2 separate regions of the Felis catus genome follow, and region 1 is linked to region 2. A link is a contact called in public Hi-C data. All regions are on one chromosome and are shown on one strand. Each heading gives the region's core, a stretch centred on a gene start, on an enhancer-like site or on the middle of the called end of the contact. The rest is flanking DNA. Distances are from core to core; before and after follow the strand shown. Region 1 holds the start of NBEAL2 (neurobeachin-like protein 2). Region 2 overlaps CCDC12 (coiled-coil domain-containing protein 12).

Region 1 (6,380 bases), core at 2,361-4,860, 54 kb after region 2:
GGGGCGCCTGGGTGGCGCAGTCGGTTGAGCGTCCGACTTCAGCCAGGTCACGATCTCGCGGTCCGTGAGTTCGAGCCCCGCGTCGGGCTCTGGGCTGATGGCTCAGAGCCTGGAGCCTGTTTCCGATTCTGTCTCCCTCTCTCTCTGCCCCTCCCCCGTCCATGCTCTGTCTCTCTCTGTCCCAAAAATAAATAAACGTTGAAAAAAAAAATTTTAAAATAAATAAATAAATAAATAAACAAACAAACAAAATTAAAAAGAAACAGGATCAAGGAGATGAAGCCATTTGTCCTGAGTCCCACGACCCCAAGTGACAGGGACAGGGTTATGAACTTCGCACAGGTAATGAACTTCAGAGTTCTCCTTCCTCCTGATTACTCAGAAAGATCAAGAAAGTGGAAATGTAATCGGACTATTTTGGTGTCAAACAAAAGCAAAGAAGAGGCTTCCAAGTTTGGCCACTAATAGGACTAGGAGATCCATCCCCAGAGAAGTAGCCTGGGAAGTGTTCTCCCCTTTCCCTGAGGTGCACCATGACCAAGAAATTGGGGTTTTCTTTTTAGACTTTGTACTCATCGACTCCAGCTCAACGCCCAGAGCACAGTCTCGTACTGCCGTGCCCAAGGCGCACTGGTGGGCAGGCGTCTGCCAAATTCAGTGAATTTCACCAGAGATGGAAGGCCGGCTGGGTCGTGGGGAAACGGATGATTCAGGGCGCTCATACGCGAAAAAAAAAATCACACCTAATCCAACGAGCATCTCCAACTTAGAAGTTGCCCAGGAGACCCACGCGGGAAACACCAGACAGTAGTGAAGACCGTAGCGCGCTCACCACTGCCCGCCCCACCCCCGCGCATGCGCGACCACAGCATCAGCGCCAAGAGTCCCAGGCAGTTTGTGCGCACAGACTTGGTAGGCGGGCTACGACTCCTCGCGCATGCTCCAGACGGGCGCGCATGCGCGTCCTTAGCAGCTGCCTTTTCTTACTTTCCTGTCCTCTCGTCCCTGTTCTGGATCCCAACGCTGACTACCTCATCCACGGCCCTCACTCCGCATTCCTCACCTTGCGCCCGGTTTTTTCCCGTAGGGCTTTCAGCCGTTCCTTTCGCCGCAACGCCTCTTCCTCTAGCCGGCCCACACCAGCCGCAGTAGCGGCCATGTTACCCGCCCGCCGCTTCCCTCGTCCCGCAATGCGCAGGCCCAGGGAGTAGATGAACCTCTGGTGGCCAATCCAGGGACGGGAATGGGAGAACAGGAAGTCTCGAAAGCCAATCAATACCGAGTTGCTATAGGAGGGCCCGCCCTATCTTTCCCCGCGACTCGCTTCGCCTGTTGGGGGAGGGCACGGCAAAGAGAAAGGTTGTAAGGCTCGATTCGTCCAATGCCAATCAGTGAGAAAGTAGCAAGTGGAATCAGACCTGAGTGAAGGAGGATAGAGCGCGTCGATCGCATGGCTTTTGCCTAAGCATGCGCAAACCCCAGCGCGCTCGTATCGGCCACTTGGAATGTGCTGACCCTCCGTATCCACTTGTCCTGATTCTTCAAGGCCCGAATACCTTCAAAGAAGTCTTCCCTGACTCTCCACTCCCATCCTAGTTTAATAAGAGATCTGCCTCTTCCTTCCTCTGCTGCTATCAAGTGGCTCCCGATGCACTTGTTCATGCGCTTCTGTGTCTACTACTCTCAGGACTCTCAGCTCCTGCGCAGTGGCCATTTCCTCGGCCTCAAGGATGATCCCCTCCCACCTCCAAGCACCCTGAAGCAGCAAAGTACTCAGGGTCAGACTACCCAACCTGGCCCAGTGGGCCCCAGGAACCTCCTGAGCTTAGTTCCTGAGAACTAAGCTGAGAGTTGGTTTGGCCTTGACTACAAGTGGCCAAGAGGTGCATTGCTCCCCAGCAGGAGCCGCCAGGGTCTTTCCTGCATTAACCAGAATGCCCAGACAACCAGGAGACCACTTTGGCTGAAGTCAAGACCCTTTTTTTTTTTTTTAACGTTTATTCATTTTTGAGGGAGAATCTGAGGACAAGCAGGGGCGGGGCTGAGAGAGAGGGAGACACAGAATCCAAAGCAGGCTCCAGCCTCGGAGCTGCCAGCACAGAGCCTGATGCAGGGCTCAAACCCATGAACTGTAAGATCATGACCTGAGCCAAAGTTGGGCACTTAACCGACTGAGCCACACAGGTGCCTCTGAAGTCAAGATCTTCTGATAGGATGTCAAGGTCCCAAAAGCCACACAGAGGCCATGCCCCCCCCACCCCCACCCCGCCAACACATACCACGACTTGTCTCAGCAAAGCTGTTTCCTGCTTGGGGCCTCCCTTCCCAGGCTGGTAGCAGGTGAATGCCCACTCCTCCCAGTTCCCCTCAAAGGCTCCTGTGCCACAAGACCTTTGTTCAGTCCCTCCAAAACAACCCTTGACCTCACTAGCCTTTTGGTGCCTTGTTCCCCTGCATCAGGAGGGGTGACCTGACAGAACCTCATTCACAGGTAGTGAGTGCTCAGGAAATGTCACCTCAGAGGTAGGATGGACAGAGCAGGAAAAAAAGCCAGAGTGGAAAGGCTGCCTAAGAAGCCAGGAGGACAGAAAAGGATGGGACCTGCAGACAGTCCGTCTTCTCTTGGCCACTCAAGGTCTAGGGGACTCCAGACTCCTCGAGTTCCTCTAGCTGATAGTACCTTTCTGAGCCTCACAAACTTCCCAACTCCAACACAGGGCCTGACCCCTGCCCAACACCAGGGGACCCCTCACCTCCAGGGCAGGCTGGTTTGGGGAGGAGAGAGGGGTCCAGTGGTGATGGTGGCAATGGCCCAGCAAAGAGTCAGTCAGGCCTCCATCCCTGTCCACGCTGTCCCTGGCTACCCAAGTGATTCTCATTTGGCTTATCTGGGCCTCAATTTCTCCATCTGTAAAACAGAGGCATGAGACATCCTCCTGCCTTCAACCTCTTGAGATTAAAGAAAACAAAAGATGTGACGCCAAGTACTGAGCCCTGGAGTGGAGGATGCCTCCACTGGAATATCTAGGAGGATCCTTTGAAGAGGGGATCCGTGAGGACTGCCTAAATCTTCCAGGGATCTGCGGGACAGGTGGAGGGCACTGCTTCTCCGGAGGTATTTTGGGAATGCCCTGCTGCTTGCGCTCTGATTTCCCCCATCCTGCTCCGCAAACAGTAGAAGCAAAAACATTGCATATTTGGTCTCCCCCATGAAAGTGCTTAGAACAGCACCAGGCACGTGGTAAACTCCACAAGTGTCATCGTGGCTGTTGTTACCATTATTTGTTGACGGAATCTGGCCATCTGAACGCATCCCGCAGTCCCCCCCCCCCCCCCCCCCCCGCGCCAGACCCTGTTTCCTTGCACAAAAGGTGGCAATTCCAGCCAAGCGGGCTGCTCCGGGGGTGGATCTAGACTAAGGGCGAGTCTGGAAAACCTGACCCCGGCCCTCGTCAGGGAGACTCAGATTGGCCCTTTTCAAGGCACTGTTAGGGGATGGCTGCGGCTGCGGCTGCGAGCTGGGCTGCGGGGCGCCCTCCGGGGCCGCCCTGACCTCAAGCTCCTCCTCCCTCCGGGCTCCCCGCCCTTTGCACGGTCCCGGGAGAGGCGGGGCGGCGGTAGCGGCAGCTAAGTGCAGGAAGCCGGGCGGCGGCCGGCCGCGAGGAGGAGGAGCGTGCAGACTTAGGTGGCTCGGCGCGGCGGGGGCCAGTACTACTTCCCCGAGTAGTACCGCGCCGCTCCGCCCCGGAGTGACGCCCTCCGCCCATGGGCCTGGCCGAGGGCAACCGGCGGGCGGCGCGGAGGAGGCGGCGGCGGCAGGTGGCGCGCAGCAGGGCCGGAGCCGGGCCGGGCCATGGCCGCCTCGGAGCGGCTGTACGAGCTGTGGCTGCTCTACTATGCTCAGGTGAGCCCGCCCCACGCGGTCCCGCTGTGCCCCCAGCTCCGCGAGCCCCGCGCCTGCTGCACCTGCGCCCCGCGTCCCTGGGGCCGTGTAGATGAGCGCGCGCCGGGCGGACTTGGGCTCCGCACACACGTGTGCGCCGCCCCCGGCCCGCCGGTGCCTCCGGCACTTATACCTGGGGGATGACCCTCGCGGGCGTGCACCTCAACAGAGCCTCTGGTTGGGTACCGCGCAGCCTCGGTCGTGCCTGATGAGGAGAGGGACCCAGATACAGACGGCTGGACCCTTCCCCCCTTTTACAGATGGTGAAACTGAGGCCCGGAAAATAAACGAGAGACTGGGAGGGTTGGGAGAGGCAGGAAGCCTTAGTCTGCATTTGGGCTTGCCCCTCCTGTGGGCGAGGCCCCATTGGGTGGTCGTGGTCAATGGGTCGGAGTGGACTCTGGGTGCCAGCAGGCGAGGTGGAAAGGTAGGGTCCTGCTTTGACCTGATTTGAGTCAACTCAGACTGCTCCCCACCAGGGCACCAGCAGTGATGAGCTCCTCCCTGACCCTGACCGAGGAGGCCCCTACCTCCTGGGGGTCCAGCCAGAAGGAAAGATTTGCCTTGGATGCAGAAGGAGGGGGTAGGGGAGGTGAGCTAGGAGGGATGTTTGAAAGGGATGGAGGGAGGCCCTCCCCTCCTGAGTTCCCTGTCCTGTCTCGGAGACTACCTCAAGTGGCCTCTGAAGGTGAAGGGAGTGACTCTGACCCAGGTGTCCTGTCAGAGCTGAAAATCTGGTGTCCCCCAAAGTCTGTGTCTCACACACATAGGCTCCCACTTTCCTTCTGCTTTCACAGCAGGGAGGGATTCCAGGGTAATGCCCCCCTCCTCTTCACCTAGCATCAGCCTCCCTCCCTACACCTGCCTGGCATCATGCTGCTGGCTCAGGTGTGCCCTGGGCACAATGGGCTATTGTGTGCCCCTGATCTCGTCACTAGGGGGAAGTTCATGACCAGATCAGCTGGCCCTCTGTGAAGAGGCTGGCTGACTGTCTCCTAGGACTGCAGGCTGGATCTGGGGGGCCCTAGGGACCTAGAATACAGGCCATAAGTGCCACAGTTTATGGAGTCCCCTTAGGTGGTGAGAGGTCCAGGCCCCTGGCAGGAGGCAGCGTGTGTGACCCAGGGCAAGCTCTTTACACCTCTGAGTCTCTATCTGTAAATTTGGCATACCCTTGATCTCAGGGTAGCTTAGACTCCGAAGAGAAGTAGCCAGTGTGGCTTGTCTGAGCCAGAGAAAGTTCCTGCTTCCTTGGGTTCCCTTATCCAGGTCTCTCTGTTGACATCTCCAAGGGTTGGTCTTTGGGAAGGGAAAAGATTCAGAAGGAAATCTGCCCCTGGCCCCCATGCGTCTGATTGCCCATGTGGCTGTGGGCAAGTTCTTGGTCCTCAGTTTCTTCCCCGCGGTGACCAGATGAAGGCGGGGCGGGGGGAGGGGGCACTTGAACCAGATAATGAGTCTGAGGGACGTTAATGGTGGGTCTTCAGGTTACCTTGGTACTGTCTTCCAGGACTGTACCTCCAGCATAGCGTGGTTGCCTACCCTTCTAGTTGAGTTCTGCAAATGGTCAGCCCCCCTATTCCCTCGGTGGGGGGGGGGGGTTAGCACTCATCTGTGCTGAGTCCCCTCTCCCTTCCAGCTCCTCACTTCATCAGGGCAGGTCTGGGGCACGGGCTGGCTGGTTGTAGCCCCAGAAGCCTGGGCAGTCAGGGGGTGGCCTAGGGCCGAGCAAACAAATCCAGGATGTGAGTATGAACCGGAAGCTTCGGCCAACCTCCCAGTGCTGCCTTCCTGCCCACATGGTCCTGCTCCTGCTCTCGGAACAGGTCCCCACCCCTCCATGCTGGGCTCCCAGGGAGTGGTGGCTGTGCTACTTTGAGCCCTGCTGGGGACCTATTGTGTGTGTGTGTGTGTGTGTGTGTGTGTGTGTGTGTGTGTGTGCGCACTTGGGGGAGGGGTAAGATAAGGTAAGACTGATAGAGGGTGCTGTGTTAAGAGACCCCTCAGTTGGCCAGCCACCCAGTCAGAAGGTTCTCCCGTGCCCCTCCCCTCAGCAGAGAGCTGACATCAGCTGGCAAACCTGTTTTCCCAGTTGTGGGTCTAGGCCCGCCCAGGGGAGCACCCCCCCTTTCTGCCCTTCCTTTCTCCTCACAGACCCCAGGTTCAGACCCGCCCACCCCCCTCCCTCTAGGGGCCACAAGTGGGGAAGGAGCACTGCTGAGGGAGGAGTAGCCCTTGGACATCACTCAATCTGAGCCCCTCGGGGCCCTGGTAGGGAAACCAAGGCAGGGTCATACCAAGGTCATCGGACACATTTGGGGCAGAGTCCGGCAGAGTTCTGACCCAGTCTCTGTCCTGGGAAAGGTCTAGTTCTGTGGGCAGGAAGCCTTAGGTGGGTCTGCACCCTGGGACAGCACAAGCTGTTTCCTCTGCATGG
Region 2 (6,267 bases), core at 3,614-6,113:
CTAGCTTCCTGTACATGAACCGCTTCTTTAGTTCTAATTCACAGATGCAGGGCTTTTAACTGCTATAATAATTTTTATTTCCAGAACATCACTTTGGTTTTTGGCAAATCAGTTCCTATTTTCAAGCCTGTCTTTTAATTCTTGCATCATTTTTAAACATTTAAATCATCTACCTGGTCATTCTAATGTATGAATCCTTTGCAAGTCTGATTCTACCACATCCCTGCCCATGTCCTTTGCTTCTTGTGCCTTGTTGCCTAGTAGATTTGGTGGGTGACCTTTTCCAGAAGCTGCTCACTTTTCCTGAACTTTATCAACAGGCGTTCGTTAAGGACTGCAATGAATCAAGGTTCATTCAGGTAGGATTTGCATTTCTACCAAGCATCTGAGACCACCACATTCTGGAGCCATTTATATTCTTGGCTGGAGGTTTCTCATGAGCAAACCCACACGAGGGCCAGCTCAGTTCTCAAGGGAGACCTTTTTTCAGTTCAGTCAGCGGCAAGGTTCAGTTTTCCTTTGGGATGCCAAGACAGCAGATTTATTATTCGTTCACAGAGGGAGCTGCCCTTGGGGGCCCCAGCTTTCTGGAGGGCTCTCCTACCAGGCCCCTCATTTATGCACAGCATTGCGTTATCTTAGCCCCAGGCACCAAGGACCCCAAAAACCAAGACTGGTTTCAGCTGGTTTGTTACATATCTTCAAGGCAAAGGTCAGGCTTCAGCATTCTGCTGCTTCTCTTACCTACTTGCTTGAGTGTTCCTGACTTTCTTGCCAGATCAGTGATGCATTTAAAAAGTATTTGTTGTAATGACTTATTTACCTAGTGTTTTTAGCTGTTTGCAAAGGGAGGATCACTTCAGGCAACTATTCTACTGTGATGCCAGAAACAGACGTGGTCAGCCATTCCTTCTTCAAGTACCTTCTGTCTCCAGGTTTCTTTTCTCCATCTCCTGTCCACTAAAGGCCATCGAGCAGTACGTCAAGGTTCTCAACCCGCCCTCTCCCTCTTCTTTCTCTCTCTCTGCCACCTTTTAGAGCTTCAGCTTTCCCTTCCAATTTATCAATTCCTTCTTTGTTATTATTAGTTCCTCCAGTGAGTTGCTGAGTGTGTGTGTGTGTGTGTGTGTGTGTGTGTGCGCGCGCGCGCTGCTTATTTTCATAAACATTCTTTGTTTCCAAGATTTCTAAACAGATCTTCCTCATGCCTAATCCCTGTTCCTGAGACATGGGGCTCAGTCCCTCTTTTATCTCTGTGGTAATAAAACAAACACTCATTTTAAAAGCCTGTTAGGATGTAACTGTTTCAGCTTCCTTGGGTGTAAATTCTTCCACATGTTGGGATGGTAGCCATTCTTCAAGGTGTTGGGATTTTCTCACATATTTTGTAATGTGAGTCTAAGTGCCCATCGTGTGTGATGGTTTTTGTTCTCCTCTCTCTCTCTGCCTGGCAGTTTTCTATAGGCATAGAGAGCTGTAAATGCAGAAGGAAACTTCTCATCAGCACTCGGGGCTCTTGTTCTGTGGGGCTGGCCACACTCTAGTCCTGGTGGAAAGCTAGCCGCCAGTCACCACGTGTGAGTCTCACACTGTCACGGACGAGCACCCCACTTCCTACAGCAGTCCTGGGCCAGGGACACCTTCTTATCCTTTATTCCCAGGAAGGGAAGCACAGCTCCAGACGCTGCTTTGCAGAAGGAGTGTGGCTTTAGACCTGACACCTGTGGGCATGTCTAACCCCCACTGGTGTGGGAACCAGAGTGCTGGGTTGCCCACTGCTCAGCCAGCCACCTGCCACTTTAGCCCTATCATCCCTGCAAGTTTCTGCTCCCTTTCTGCACAAATTACCTTCCTCGGGTAGTTGCGTACTTTTAGCTGAAAGCATTTACTTTTTTGTATGAGCATGCCGGTCTCTGTGTGCACACACTCACTCCACCACTATGACCTGGGTCCTCGGCACTGTCTGCCAGAGCCAGGCCATGTGTTCCTCCGACTGAGCACAGAGGGGATGACACCCTGGAATGACACAGGGCGGGGGTGGGAGGCTCAAGGGGAAACCCTGAAGGAGACTCAAGAGTGTAATCATTCTGGTCATGAAATTCTAGCTGGCCACAGGTACTTGGACTCGGGAGTTGTGGCCAGCCAGTCACTCTGGAGAGTCAGCTCCAGAGAAGGCTCACGGTCCTAATGCCAGGACCCTGGGGACCCAGGGTCCATGACCACACTCAAAACCAAAGCTATGATACCCTAGTCTATATGAGCCACCCTCCCCAATACAGGGGCCCTGTCCCAGAGAAGCCACAGTCTAGCTCCAACTGTGTTGTGGGGAGAAGGGCTGCTTGGGGTTGTGCAGGGTGAGAGAGAACAGCACCAGGGGCCTGGAATCTGGAGCGGCCCAGAATGGAGCCTTGCCAGGCACAGTGCACCCCCTCCACACCCCTAGCCTCTCTCACACTGTGAGGGAGTCCACAGAGGACCAGGGTGGGAGCCCCTCCACGCTGTCCCACAGACTGCTGCGAGGCCCAGGCCCGCGAGGTTTCTCTCAGACTCGGTCTCTGTCACCTGTGGGTTTTGACACGACTACCTTCTGGACTCAGAAGGTCAGGCCTGGGCCTTTTGCACCCCTCCAGCCTCAACATGCCCAGCCCAACACAGCACTTACTCATACTAAGCTTCACCTCTGCTTTGCCTTGGGGCCCAAACCCACAGCGCCCCAGGACTCAGAAAATATTGACAGGTTTCTGGCGCACATACAGGTCTGCTTGTTTCTATTTCTAGAGATAAAAGAAAGTTCAAAATACATACATATGTACAGACACAGCAAGCCCACAGGGTTGCTGTCAGCTCTGCCCCTGTCGGGGTGACGGGGACCACTCAGGAGACAAGGAGCTGACCTCACCCCACGGCGGGGGTTTCAGGCTGATGGGGCGGTTTGGCTCTGGAGGTAACAGCAAGCCCAGCCCCACCCTTGCCCGAGACCACCCACCCACAGGACAGGCCTGACAGGGGCAAGGGGACATGGCGTGCCTCAGTCAGAGTCACAGGCCTCTTGCTCGGTGGTGGCGTCCACTGCAGAGGCCAGGCTGTCCTCTTGGCCTTTCAGCCTCTCACCTGGATGAGGGACAGACAGAGGAGTGGGGAGGGGCCCTGTGCTTGGGCCACCACCCAGAGGGCAGGGATCCCGCCTCGCCAGGCCCTGCACTTACGGATCAGCTCGGCAATGGCCCTCTGGGTCCGTTTTTCTAGCTTCTCTAGTTTCTTGGCTACGTCTCTCTTGAGGTCCCTGGAGCAGGCAGGTGTGAGGAGGCCGAAGTTGAAGACTGGCTTGGTGTGGCCTTGGGACCCTCCCCTCCCAAAGCCCCTCTGGCATTAGGAATCACACTCAGCTGCCTGAGGAGACCACCGCGGGGAGGAGACCACCCTGGGGAGGAGGCCAGGAAGCTCCTCTCTCCCTTTCTGCACCCTCCAAAACCCAGCAGCAGTCACCCTTCCGTGTCCCGCTGAGGCAGCGACTGATGGCGCAGACCCACCAAACACGGGACCGAGTCAAGGTGTGCGAGGGTGGGTGTTATCTCAGGGTCCCTCTCAGCCTGGTCCCCTCGGTCACCATCAGGGAGTGACCTGCCCTAGCCCACTGTGGGTCCTGCTCCTCCTCTAGCCGTGTGCTCACCCTCACCACCAGGAGCTTCCAGAAGTGCACACACAGCCTATTCTCCCTGCCCAGGGATTCGGAGGACACATGCCCCGTGCTTCTGTTTCGACAAATGAGAACACCTTCGGTGGTGCTGTACTTGTCACAGAATCGCTGGTGAGGGATGTGGCCTGCACCTCTGGCCCAAGGTCAAGCAGAACACAAGCCCCAGGCCACATGGCCCCTCTCTCCCCCACTCTGTATCAGCCTGGTCACAGGGGCATCGGGAAAGGATGAGCAGCCCCATTTCACAGAAGAGGAAACTGAGGACAAAGCACAACAGGCCAGTGGCAGCAGAACTGGGCATCAATCTATACCTGCCCTCCCCATCCTCTCGCCTCCATCCTGTGGCTCCTTGAGGGCCAAGGCCGGCCTTGCTCAAATGGAGCTCTCTGAGGTGGCCGGACCCCCACCCTTGCAACAGGGACTTCTTCAAGGGACTGCTGCTCCTCACCCTCCCGGAGCCCCTCCCCCGCCCTCCAGGTGTCACCCCCATGGCCACCCTCTCATTCTCCACTTCTGTCCTGTCAGCACGTTCTTTGGACAGCAAGTGTCCACACTGTCCGTCTCCCTGCTGTGAGGTGGGAGAGGCCCAGCCCGAGGGCCGTGTCTGGCACCCAGAGCGGCCGGTGGGTCCGCGCGAGTCCTGCAGCGGCGGCACTCACCAGTCAGGCTTCCGGGGCGCGAGGTTGGCCAGGTCCTGGGGAGGAAGAGACACGTGTCAGGACCGGAGGGCCCCTGCTCCAGGGCACGTGGGCAGACAGGGGACTGAGGCAGAAAGTGGGAGAAAGGGAGGGAGAAAGGAGGGGTGTGGGAAAAGGGGGTGGAAGGGAATGTAGAAGTGGAGAGGAGGAAGAGGGAAGTAGGAGGGAGGAGAGCCGTGGGGGAGGAGAAAAGGGCCCACGACGGGGGCCACTCACCACTTCCTCGATGACGGGCTCTGGTTTGGCGGCCTCCAGCTGCTCCTTCACCTTCTCTTCCACTAGAGGGTGCAAGACAACAACACAGGCCTTCGGAAAGGGGCCGCCACTCTCCCTGAGGCCCACGAGGCACACCCGGCACCCCGCACGGGAGAGGGGGAGGGTGCGGAACGGGCTCCCCCCGAGACCCTGGGCTCTCTCACCCCCACCTCTCCCGGGGCACCCAACCTCCAGAGGCGAAGACTCTGCAAAGGCAGCCGTGGAGGCAGGCCTGGGTTTCCCCGGATGACAGCCAACCTGGGGCGAAGGAGGGCCGGCAGGAGGCAGACGGCTAGAGTAGACAGAGCCCAGACCTCCAGCAGGGAAGCATGGCCAGTATTCTCGGCCCTTCTCCCCAGCTGGGAAATGAGAGAGCTGCCTTGGTATATCCACAGGATGGTTCTGCGAAGAGCTGTGAGGACTGGCTTTCCCACAATCTCCAGGGGCTCCTGGGCTCTGAGGACATCCTCTGGGCCCTGGACTAGCTGGGGCACAGGTGGCTTTTCTTCCCATCCCACTTGGATATGTGCTCGCAAGGATACATGCTCCCCACCTTGGGGAGCCCTGACCTCACGCGCCTCCCAGCTATGCCCAGCGGCTGACGGCACCCTAACCCTAACCCTAACCCTAACCCTAACCCTAACCCTGGGTGGGGAGAGCAGGAGAGCCTGCCTAGACCCAGGCGCACTAACAAGTCTGGGCTCCGGACGCTTCCTCCAACCACCCCCACCGCCACCCCCCCCCCCCCCACCACTCCCCGTCACTGTGGCCACATGTTGCCTCACCTGCCTCCAGCCACAGATGCTGAAGCCGCAGGACGGGACCACTCCCCGCCCCTCTCCCCGGTCCCGCCTACTGCCCCCACCATGGGGGCCCAAACCACGAAGCGAACCACCTAAGAAGCACACGAATCTTGAGGTGAACAACTGGGGAAGTAGACGAGGGTGGGGCGGGGGTGGCTGAATGGGCAACAATTTGCTGTCTTCAAGATAAATGTACTTATTCATTTATAATTTGTATAATTAGAAACTGGTAACAGAAACGAAGGATAAAAACAGGGCCAGGGGTCTACGTGGTAAGTGTTCTGCATCTCCAGTGTGGAGCATCTCCAGAAGCTCCCGGCTGCTGTGCTGCTCCCCACGCCACGAGACCGGGCAGCCCCACGGCCAGGCCGCTCACACAGGGACACCTGCCGTCAGGGACACCTTCTCCATCCTCTGCGCTCTGGCACTGCCACGCCTCGCAGCCGGCGGGCACCTGCCCGCCCGCTGCTCTCTGAGCACCTGAGTGGTCAGCTCTTCTCCAGGGTCTCTCACTCTGACCCCCAAGTGCCGCCAGGATCCATCCCCACCTATGCCCCTGCCCCTGTTGCCCCTTCCACGTCTCAGCCCAGAGAGGTCCTTTAGGGGAATGGGGCCTCTTCTCTCGCAGGTCCCCGGAAGGCCCTCCAGCCGTGCCCTGACCACCTCTCTGCTGTCACTCAGCACTGACCACTTCTGGATGGCTGTGAGACGTTGCCAGGGGTCCTGGAGGCCCAACTTCCAGGCCTGGCACTGCCAGTTACCCTCCAAGAGAGGACGACACCTGACAACGTGGAGGCGGCTGACGGCGCCTTGG

Evidence for each region. A called contact is a pair of places that touch in the nucleus more often than the background predicts.
Region 1: a contact with region 2 is called in a Hi-C map of skin fibroblasts, with 3 times the contacts expected there. The contact joins the promoter of NBEAL2 here to the enhancer-like site in region 2. A contact is called at or near these places in 2 of 3 Hi-C or Micro-C datasets (fibroblasts and skin fibroblasts).

What each region holds. Positions count from the first base shown.
Region 1 is chrA2:16,487,355-16,493,734 of F.catus_Fca126_mat1.0, forward strand. It overlaps NBEAL2 (neurobeachin-like protein 2), which reads left to right and starts at 3,611. Exons shown (of 55, transcript XM_023248199.2): 1 at 3,611-3,904. The coding sequence starts at 3,854. CCDC12 (coiled-coil domain-containing protein 12) reads right to left here and starts at 1,216. Exons shown (of 7, transcript XM_006928690.4): 1 at 1,064-1,216. The coding sequence starts at 1,159.
Region 2 is chrA2:16,431,653-16,437,919 of F.catus_Fca126_mat1.0, forward strand. It overlaps CCDC12 (coiled-coil domain-containing protein 12), which reads right to left. Exons shown (of 7, transcript XM_006928690.4): 4 at 4,612-4,673; 5 at 4,357-4,391; 6 at 3,207-3,283; 7 at 2,752-3,111. The coding sequence ends at 3,029. Among named protein-coding and RNA genes, the nearest start is that of PTH1R, 42 kb to the left of the region's middle. Within about 2 kb of position 4,864, at least 3 of the 10 cell types and tissues checked have an H3K27ac peak or open chromatin away from gene starts, as enhancers often do.